Linked DNA regions of Mus musculus: region 1 is linked to region 2. A link is a contact called in public promoter capture Hi-C data. All regions are on one chromosome and are shown on one strand. The core of a region is the stretch at or near the end of the contact, and the rest is flanking DNA. Distances in the headings are between cores, read along the strand shown.

What was found. Promoter capture Hi-C pulls out the DNA fragments that hold promoters and counts their contacts.
Region 1: a promoter capture Hi-C map of embryonic stem cells shows a contact between it and region 2, with 5 times the contacts expected there. The contact joins the promoter of P2rx3 here to the promoter of Tfpi in region 2. A contact is called at or near these places in 14 of 39 promoter capture datasets (3T3-L1-derived adipocytes, the C10 cell line, the HPC-7 cell line and 10 more), 7 of 484 Hi-C or Micro-C datasets (CD4 T cells, CD8 T cells, the HPC-7 cell line and 4 more), 6 of 115 datasets of contacts at active chromatin or transcription factors (T-cell acute lymphoblastic leukemia, embryonic stem cells, large pre-B cells and 1 more) and 2 of 9 other capture datasets (adipose tissue and liver).

Annotation. Positions count from the first base shown.
Region 1 is chr2:85,033,924-85,039,026 of GRCm38.p6, reverse strand. P2rx3 (purinergic receptor P2X, ligand-gated ion channel, 3) reads left to right here and starts at 3,193. Exons shown (of 12, transcript NM_145526.2): 1 at 3,193-3,846. The coding sequence starts at 3,728. It overlaps Ssrp1 (structure specific recognition protein 1), which reads right to left and starts at 1,907. Exons shown (of 17, transcript NM_182990.4): 1 at 1,699-1,907; 2 at 1,058-1,233; 3 at 489-674. The coding sequence starts at 1,111.
Region 2 is chr2:84,471,268-84,476,414 of GRCm38.p6, reverse strand. Tfpi (tissue factor pathway inhibitor) reads left to right here and starts at 2,241. Exons shown (of 9, transcript NM_011576.1): 1 at 2,241-2,472; 2 at 2,616-2,716.

The DNA of each region.
Region 1 (5,103 bases), core at 1,944-4,443, 560 kb before region 2:
CCTGAAAATATTTTTTAACAATAACCACAAAAACTTTTTTTCTGGGCCTCTGGCTAAGAGTAGTAAAGAAACTTAAATTCCCAGATACATGCATCACCTGAGTTTCTAAACTTTGTGTAGGTGATCTTTTGATGAAAGTGAATATTAAAACCAAGTAACTCAAAAGCAGCTCAAAATGGAAAAGCAAAATCCTAGAGCACCAAGCTAAGATGCTGAGCCAGGACAGAGGGAGCAAGTGGAAACCATGGTATAAGTTAAGATGGTAGAAAACCTCCTGGAGTCCAGGTACACGACACGTGTACTGAATACACAACACTGTTTTTTTTGTTTGTTTGTTTTGTTCAATAGTCTCCAACAGCCTTGCTTCGAGGAACCCAAATGAGCAGTAACATGATTATCAGAGAAACGCCAACTGTCTCTAGAAGATTAAAAATAAAAAAAGACAAGGCAGTTACAAAGAAAGTGGGTCACAGAACAAGATCGCTCACCGATTCGCGGAAGCCATCGTACTTGTAGACATGCCCATTCTTTGTGAGCAGTTTAAGCCCATGGCCTAATGCTACCCGACGCCAGATGCCTTCTGTCAACTCCCCAGCCTGGATGTTGTCCACTTTGCCCGTCTTGCTGTTCTTAAAGATGATACCCTGACGGCTCAATCGAAGCCTCCCATCATTCTGCCCAAAATACAGACCCAAAATCAGAACAGGGTAGTGTGTAGTGGATCCTTTCTACCCCTTACCCATGGGATGCAGGATGGCCAGAGTATCAATTGAAAAGCGGTCGTGGTGAAATCAAGTTAAAAGACACAACAGACATTAAGTCTAGACTGCAAGCTTGGCTCTGGCATCAGAAACCCTGTAAGGGCCCCAGTTTCCTGGTTTTCTAATACAACTCAACAAACTCAACATCTTGCAACTCTTTGAGACTTTGCTCACGTTTTCGCTTGGGGGACACACTGATACACTGTTTCCAAAAAAGTAGTCAGAGTTAAGCTTTTCGTTCATAGATTCGAACTCTTTCCCCCTCTCTGCCTTTCTTTTGCCCAAGCCATTCTCACCATGGACCCTTTCACCTCCTGGAAGATGTCGTTGAACTCCAATGTCTCTGCCATGTTCACCTGCCCGTGGTGGCCTGAGCACACAGCCCTAGGCTGCACCAGAGAAAACGAACCCTTCTCTGGATGCTGTGCCCCAATTCCTGGTTAGTTGTGTAGATGTCCAGCAGGGTGGGAATCTGAATTCGGGAAGGAGACTGATAAGCAAGAAACAACGCCACCTTACTCCGCTCAGCCATGTACCTGGTATGTCTCAAGTTCTTTGCTGCCTGGGGATCTTACTGACCCGTTCTGCAGGGCTCCTGAGGCCAAGGCCCAGGACCCTAGGTGCAGAACCAGGCCTATAGTGGCGCTTACACCCCAACCCGACACCCTCTCGGTACGTTCCACGGACAGGCACGGCAACAATCGGCGGAACCTGAGACCCGCTCAGAGAGCGCACCTCAACTCCGCTCAGAGGGTAGTGTCCTGATCGCAGAGACCCCACCACCCCGGGGCCCCGCGTGAATCTACGTTTCTCCCCCTTCTTTTAAAATGGATTCGCCCATTGCCCGCGAATTTGAACGCGGATCGATCCATTCCGATCGTCCCGCGGGGGAGCGGGGCCCATGCACACCAGGGGCCCAGGGATCGCGACCACCCACCTCTAAGAGCTGCAGCCTCGCGACGGCACAGTGAGGGCGGTGGGCGCAGGGGGACGCAGGGGAGGGGGTAGGGATGCGGGGGAAGGGATGCCGGGGAAGCTTTTCCCGCGTGCGCAGCCCCGCGTCCCGCCACCGGAAGTCGCGCACGGACCATAGAGAGGAAGACTTGGCTAGAACGGCATCATCCGGGCCGACCAACGGGTACATTCGCCTAGAGCGTCGGCACTCCCCCTGGTCGGCTAAAGCGAGAGGCTTGCTATGGAATCCCACGCGGCTGAATTCTTGACTAGAAAACGGGAACACTCTTTAGAAAGTTACAAGCTGCTCTTCAAAGACTAGATTCCGAAGGGAAATTATGCGGTTTTATTAGGTGTTCAGGTTTGTATGTTTGTTGGAATCATGCACGCCCCTCCCTCCTGTGAAATAATCTGGGAAGGAGTCTGTTGAACAAGAAAAATACAGAGGTGTAGCCCCACTAGCTGCAAAGGAGATGCGGGTGTCGGCGATTGTGCTTGCTTTCCAGCTGTACCCTGGCAAGTAGATCAGATCCTTTCTGCAGTGAGTTCACCTACCCCCAACACTATCCTGTCCATATCCCTAATTTGTGGGTTCTCAGGAAGAGCCTAGCAGATGGCTGCATTAAATTCAAGTGGTGGTGTCGGATTTACCTTTGAGCTAGAACTTACTTGAAATCACATCAGCCTACGTTGGCAGAAGCCCGGATGGCCTCACATAGCACCGGAGTGCATCTTGCAAAATCTGAAGCCAGGTCTGACAGAGATGCTTGAGTTTATCTCATTTTACAGATGAGAAAAATGAGACCACAAAAGATTTGCGACTGGGTGTCAGTCCATTACCATCAAAACTGGAACCTAGAACACAGACTCTTTAACATCAGCCTTTTATAATCATGAGGGTTCAGGGTTTAGAGTGATTGCTAGCATATGTCCTACACAAAGACAGGATAAGCCCACAGTTTCCCTGAAATATCACTGCACTGACTTGCTAACTCAGTCCTGGGATATGATATAGATAAAAATGTGTTTTGTCATTCGGTGCTTGTGGCTTTAACCACTATCATTGCTAGCACTATTTAGCTAAGTCAAACTGGGCTTAAGACATAATGAAAACCTATTAATGCAGCACGTTTCTAGGATCTGACAAAACTGTTGAAGATCGTTAAAATAGCCCAGCCTCTTAGGAGCACATACCCTAACAAAAGATTTTAATAACTTCGGGGTTTAAAAAGAGAGGGAGTTCAGTAATTTCTGTGCAACTTGAAGAGTTGCAACCAACTAGAGTTAGAAATAAGCGACTTTCCGCTTTGTAGTATTACAAATCTGTAATCACAACACTCAAAGACTGGGGCAGGAGGATTGTGAATTTGAAACATGGCAACATAACAAGTTAGACAACATAATGAGATGCTGGAGGGCAGAGAGGAGGAGATGGTAAGAAATGCGTGTCTTCCTCCCAGGAGACACAGAACTGTCAAGAACCCTTTCTCCCTATTTGTGCTATTAGATAGAAATCGACAGACACTCAAGAGTGGAGTTCTTGGCTCAGGCAGATGAGCTAACTCAAGAGTGGGCAGTTACAAGGGGCTTTGGAGAATACAAAGCAGCTGGTGAGCTGGGATAGAGATGCCGCGTAAGAGAACAGAATAGAAACAGTAGACAGAGTGCAGATGAAACATAAGTCCCAGAGGGCCCTAGCCAGCTGCATCTCAGGCAATCTGGAGCCCGGGATTGGAGACCCCACCCCTGCTGTGACATCACAGGGGAGTGGAGTGAAGATGAATAAAAAGGTGGTCCACCGCCCTGGCCCTGGACTGTTGGCTTCTAGAGTGTCAAGAGGAGAGACGAGGCACTGGACTACAGTTGCCTGGCTTATAGGAACTGGCTCTTTTCCTCAAGCCCCATTAAGCAGCCCACTCCAGTTCTTGATCTCTGTCTCCCAGTCCTGAGGTCTTTTCTCTCCTTGGGCTGCATCCACAGCCTTTCTGGGTGGCTGTGAGCACTTTCTCAGTATGAACTGTATATCAGACTTCTTCACCTACGAGACTACCAAGTCGGTGGTTGTGAAAAGCTGGACCATTGGGATCATCAACCGAGCCGTTCAGCTGCTGATTATCTCCTACTTTGTGGGGTGAGTCCATGGTCCTTCGGATGGTGGGACAGAAGGGCTACCTGATGTCCTTCCCTCCCTCTCCCAAGGCTGCTCTGCAGCTCCTAGACCCTCTTCTCTGGGAAACACTTTGATTTGTGGGAGCCATGTCCTCAGGATTGGCCTCTGCCACTCCCATCTAGACCCGTCTCAGGTGCATTATTTTACCCAGAATCTCTTCCAGGATTCTAGACACATACGCCAAGAATATGAGTCCATTCCCTGGTTAAGAAAGGACCCATATGGTCCATCTTCCCAGACCAAAACAAAAACAAAAACCAAGTCAGACCCCTCCCCACATTTCCCCATTCCCCTCCATTGAGTCTTTAGAGTCCCAGAAAGATAAAGGAACGCAGGAAGGAGGAATGAAAACCAGGGAGATGGGCTGATGTGTGGAAGAAGAACCAGCTAGAGAGGAAAGGGGAGAGCTGGCTTTAATGTAGACTTAGGAATTTCTTCTTGTCATAGGGCTAGATGGTGAGAGGTTAAAAAGCAAGAGACATCTGTTCTTGGAGAGCAGGAGAACTGCCCCCCAAGCTAGACAGAGGCACAGACACACTCAAGGGAAGACCTGCCCAAGAGAAAGGTACCTTTTCTGACTTAGTGTGGGGCTTTTCCCCAGGAATGCAGAAATGATACCTATTGTTAAACAGCATAAATTCTCGCCTCACTCTGTGTCATAAGACACATGCTAGGGGTTGCTCAAGGACCAGCCAGATCCCAACACCGCCCTCCTGCACACATACAAAGGGACTTTGGCAAACAATGGCTGGGAGGAAAGCACGGGTCTGTCCTTCTTGCGGTCATTTCTACACACTGGTTGGCACCAGGAAATGCAGGCAGAAACCTCAAGGGTTTTCTTTCCTGGCTTGTGGGTCTGTGGTCGCTTGCCGTTCCTTGAAACGATGAGTCTGTTTGTGAAAGACAGCCACTGACTAGATCATGAGTTAATTCAGGCAAATCAAAGAGTATGTCCTGTGTGCTTGCAGCTGGAGCTGAAAGGTGGGAGTAGATAGATAGATGGGCAGATGTGGTTTTTCATAGTTCTGTTCCTTGGGTTTGATGAGAGTCTGTAGGCTTTAGTATAGCATTGTGGGGACATCAGAAGGAATTCAAGCTATGGAGTCGGATTAAATGGCCTTGAAGCTACTTTCCTATGTTGAAGTTTTGTGAGAAATGTTTAGATGTTCCATGTCCCTTTCTCCAAATTTGGCTCAAAACTGGTTTTTTGTTTTTTTT
Region 2 (5,147 bases), core at 992-3,491:
GAAAGAATGAACAAACAGCCAGAGGCATCTGGAGGAGTTCATAGCAGAGGGAAAAAGAAGTAGACCGAACATGGCCAGGAGACTTGACATGGCCAGGGCTAGGGAAGCTGGAGAGCAGGGAGATGAGTGGAAATAGTGGGAGATGAAGACTCAAGGACACAGACACACCACACACACACACACACACACACACACACACACACACACACACACACACGTGGGGGGGGGGTGAGAGAGCTTTGAAATTCGTAAAAAGTACTTGTGAGTAGGAGCAGAGGAAGTTTGGAGGCCAGCATGGGCTGTGATATGCAGCCGTAGGTATATGTCAATGGAGCCATCTGTCACTTCTGCCAGAAGTAAGGGAAAGGACAACTTTTGGCCGATGGGAACTGCTTTCAAAAGTTCCGGAGGCATGGTGGCTTTTATTTATCCTCCAGAAATCCTTCTGTGGTCCAGCTTGAGCTCATTTCTGTATATTTGGACAGCTGAGAGAACTAATAGTTCCAGCCTTTTGTTGATGATAAAGGGTGATGTAGTGTCTCTCTTCCGTAGCTGCTTCTTAGGTGGAGAGGGTTGTCCTGGCAGGCTAGGAAAGCTGGAATTCCAGAGTTGCAGGCTGGGATGGGGTGGGTGTGGATGTGGAGGTGGGGGTGGGGGTATGAGTGGGGGTGGGGGACAGGGTCTGGTTTGCTGAGTGAACCTAAAGAGAGAGACAAAGAACAATTACATTGGCTTACCAGTGGCAAGGGATCTTCTGAGCAATGACAGATGGAAGCCCTGAAGTTTGCATGAACTGTTTTAAGCATATAAAAAGAGGTTAAAGGTTTAGATAGAATGACCACTGTCTGTGTTCTGCAAGGAAGTACTCATTGTAGCAAAGCAGTTAACAAAAATCTGTAAACAGTTGGAATAGACCTTTGAGCCTTAGCAAAACAAAGCTTGAAAAGTTATTAGCATAATAGGAGCATGAACATTTATTTATCTGTAATAAGACAGAGATTTCTTGTCAGGGAAGAGAACAAAAGAACAGAGGTGTTTTTTTCACAATGATAAGTGCCTTTATTTAGAAAACAACTAAAGAAAATTAACAATTTTGGGCCTGTGACTATGATGTTTTTAAAAAGTTTAGTAGCCAGTGTTTTACCAGGGCTAGATTCATCAGAACTCCACTGAGTGAACCCTGAAGTCTTCACATCGTATACCATCTTGAAAGTCTCATTTTTCACGCACCTTAAATCATTTTCACATACTTTGAATCCCTTCCTCAGACCTTGGCAAGTTGCATAAACTTTAAACTTTTTTTTTTTTTTTAAAATCTGGAAAACTCTAATACTTTGAGGCATAGGTGTTTGATTAGTGAACAAAGTCACAAAAAAGTAAGCTCTTTTGAATAAAGGAACAGCAGAGAGCAAGTTTTGAGTAACAACACGATGGCTTGAGTTTGCTCTCACACTGAAATCTGTTTTTGTGAGTTTATCTTTCTCAGCAGGAAGCCTGTCAGCGAGGCAAACGTGTCTGTGAGCTTGCCTGTCTCAGCTGGAGACCTGAGCTCTGGAAAAGGCAAGGCCTTAGGAAACGGTCTGACTAAGCAGCTGTGTCCCTGAGAAGGCAAGGCCTTAGGAAACGGTCTGACTAAGCAGCTGTGTCCCTGAGGTGAGAGGCTAAGATTTATCAGATTGCTGCTCCCAATCTGATAAAACACGCAGTCAACATCACCCCAGAGGTCTGAGGGTAAATTTGAGCAGGAAGTATAGACCAAATGGCCTCTGGGCCAATTAAGAATGACAGATTTAACTGCCACCTGAACAGTCAGTATGGTGATCTGTTGTGAGCAGAGGTGAACCGAGTTTTGCAGCCACACACACAGGGCAGCGTTAAGTCTTCAGTTAACCACAGTGGGCAGCAATCAGCCCTCAGCCACCAGACCCAGACGGTCTAAGAGATTTTCCCGTGGAACTTGGGAAAACTACCTTAGAGAGGCAGAGTAGGGCAGAATAGGATCCCACAGTGTCCACAGTTTGGGCAGGACCCAGGCCTCGGGTGAGCCTGGGGCAGTGCTTTGCTCCAGGTGAAGTCTGTGGCCGCCCATCTTCTTTCCTGTTACCAGAAGCTGGGTATTGTTGTCTATTAGGGTAAAAGTTTGACAGACTTCCTGGTAGGCACCAGATAGGGAGAGGGCCGTGGCTAGATAATGGCTAGCTTCCTCACCTATTGACTTTGACACAAAAGCTTCCAGGGGAGAATCCTTACTGAGGGACTGGCTCAACAAGGTCAAGACCTGATGAGGACATGTCACACATAGTTTCACAGTTTCATAGTTTCGGACCAATCAACGGCAAACTGACCAACCCTGAAGTGGGGGAGGAAGACTCTTCGAATGCTTTAAAACCTCAGGACTCGAGAGAAGAGACTGGGGTTTTCGGCTTCCCGAGCAACCTTTACAGAGAATCTTTTTCTCCGTGTGTCTGACGCGTGAGTGTGTTCCCCACCCTAAGTAGATGCTTGCCTTTAACTCCTACTTCTCTCTATTGCTCTTCTGAAATTTCCTGCCTTTAATTTCTTTAACTGCCAGAGAAACGGAACCCAATTAAGACCCTCTAAACTATTATTTTTAGACTGTATCACTTTCGGGACCTGTCTCCGGATTTCTTCTGAAGACGGTATAATTTTGGGACCTCATCTCCAGATCTCATTTAAGGACTACTGACTCATCAAGGTAAGAAACCCAAGGGAGATGGTGGTGGTGGTGCGGTGGAGGTGTGCTGGCCAGTCCAGTTGGCCCAACTACAAGGTGTCCAGGTGCATTGCTCAGTGTCAGTCACGATGTCACCGTCGCTTCTGGGCAGAGGTGCTCATTCGGGAGATGGCACAGAAGCAGGAAGCAGACTTCTGCGTTGGCACTCTTGGTGCCCTGCGGGGGCATTCTGACAAATGCCCTTTTATGGTGCCTGCCCACCCTCACTAGTTGTTATCCCTTGCTCTCATCACAACCTCAAACTGAGAAGAAAGGCCAGATGCAGGGGCACTCCTGTAATCCTAGCCCTCTGAGGCAGAGTGAGGTGGGTCTGTAAGTTTCAGTCAGCCTGGTCTACAGTGAGACTAGCCACCGATAAGAAATGAAGTTGTGGTCCAGATATGCCCTCCCACCCCCGGATTGGTTTCTAAGTCTTCTAAGTCTTGGTTTAACTATAAAATATGCCAGAATATTTCAGATACTTATGAATGTCCTCTTCTCTAGCAGTACACATTGAATAACCACACTGTCGATAAAAGTTTTTTAATCGTTTTTAACATCTCAATTTGTCCATGCTATTTTGTCGCAACTTAAGAGTATTCTCTTTTTTTTTTTTCCCCATGAAGTGATTTCCATTTTTACTTTGTTTGTGTTTTGCTTTTGTTTTTTGAAACAGGGTTTCTCTCTGTATAGCCCTGGCTGTCCTGGAACTCGATCTGTAGACCCAGGCTGGCCTCGAACTCAGAGATCCGCCTGCCTCTGCCTCCCCAAGTGCTGGGATTAAAGGTGTGCGGCCACCACCGCCCGGTCCACTTTTACTTTTTATATTATGAATAAGTGGTTAGAGCCACATGATCTAAAGAGTTTAGCATCTTTATTCCAAGAGGAGCCTTATTTATTTTATAAAACCATTTCTGTCAACTACTTTGTACCTAAAAGAAAAAAAAATAATCCTTAAAATGGCCACAGTTTCAAATATGGACATATTATGACATCAGGGAATTTTATATTGAGCAATTCTCCAGAAAATTACACCCTCTGTAACTAAAGTCAAGACCAAGTCAAACTAAGGCCAAGATTCACTATTGGATTGGTCAGTCTCTCAGGAAGATGATGAACCAGAGCCAGGAGCCATGTGTTTGTGTGCTTTCATTTCTGGTTTGTTTTAAAACTGCTTCATGTTCTAATATTCATTCTTCGGGTCCAAAATGGTTTATTTCATTGCTCCCCATACTTAATTTTTGAGCAGGGGAGTCTTTAAAAATATGATCAGCTGGGCAGTGGTGGCACACGCCTTTAATCCCAGCACTTGGGAGGCAGAGGCAGGCTGATTTCTGAGTTCGAGTCAGACCTGGTCTACAGAGTGAGTTCCAGGACAGCCAGCCAGAGGTATACAGAGAAATCCTGTCTTGGAAAACCAAAAAAGAAAAAAAAAAATCAACTGGGTGTGGCCAGATCTCTGAGTTCAAGGCCAGTCTGGTTTATGGAGTTCTAGGGCAGCCAGGCTACACAGGGAATCCTTACCTTGGAAAATTGAAAAAGTAAAACAGGTCAACTTAGTCTCCCCTTCCTCCTCTGCCTAAGTTCAGTGGGTTAATTTAGACTGCAGTATTTGTGTAACAAGTGCCTTTACTGGTTGCCGCATCTCACTGGCTTGCAACACAGTTAAAGAAAAGAAGACTTGGCTAGGCCTTGTGCACTATATAGTATCAATTATCAATTGTCTCATCACCTTCAACGGCCTCTAACTAAAAATGTTTTTACAAATTGATTAATAGCTTGTTTATGAAAGCACAAACAACAATTGCCTAGTTATATTTTGTTCCTAAAAGAAAAATAACCATGCTAGTTAGAAGCTTAAATTAATGGGGCCAGTTATTAGCCCCTCTTACTTGGACTCAAAACACAGAGGCAGGATATTTCAAGATTGGCTACCTCAGCATGAATTCAGGCTCTTTCCAGAACATTCTCATCATTTACAGTAAATCAATGTACTTAGAGCTGTCTTTCTTAACATCATGTGGCAGCTGTTTGAGTCACAGGTATGACATCATAGGATAAGTTAAAGGCGACTCTGAGTGGATCTTTCTATATAGTGAAATTAGATGAAGGAACATTTAGAAAAAGCCCCCTATCTTCTACCCAGCAAGATACATCACACAGATCCCCCTAGACCGGTGCTTCTCAAACTGTGGGTCGTGACCTTGGGGCCGCATATTACATATTTACATTATGATTTGTAACATTAGCAAAATTAGTTATGAAGTAGCAATGAAATATCTTCCGGCTAGAGACCATGAGGATCTGTATTAATGAGTCGCAGCATGACGAAGGTTGAGAACCACTTCCCTAGGCACAGATGATCATATCCTGACATCTAAGTCAATCACCATCAATCACTTATCACCATGAT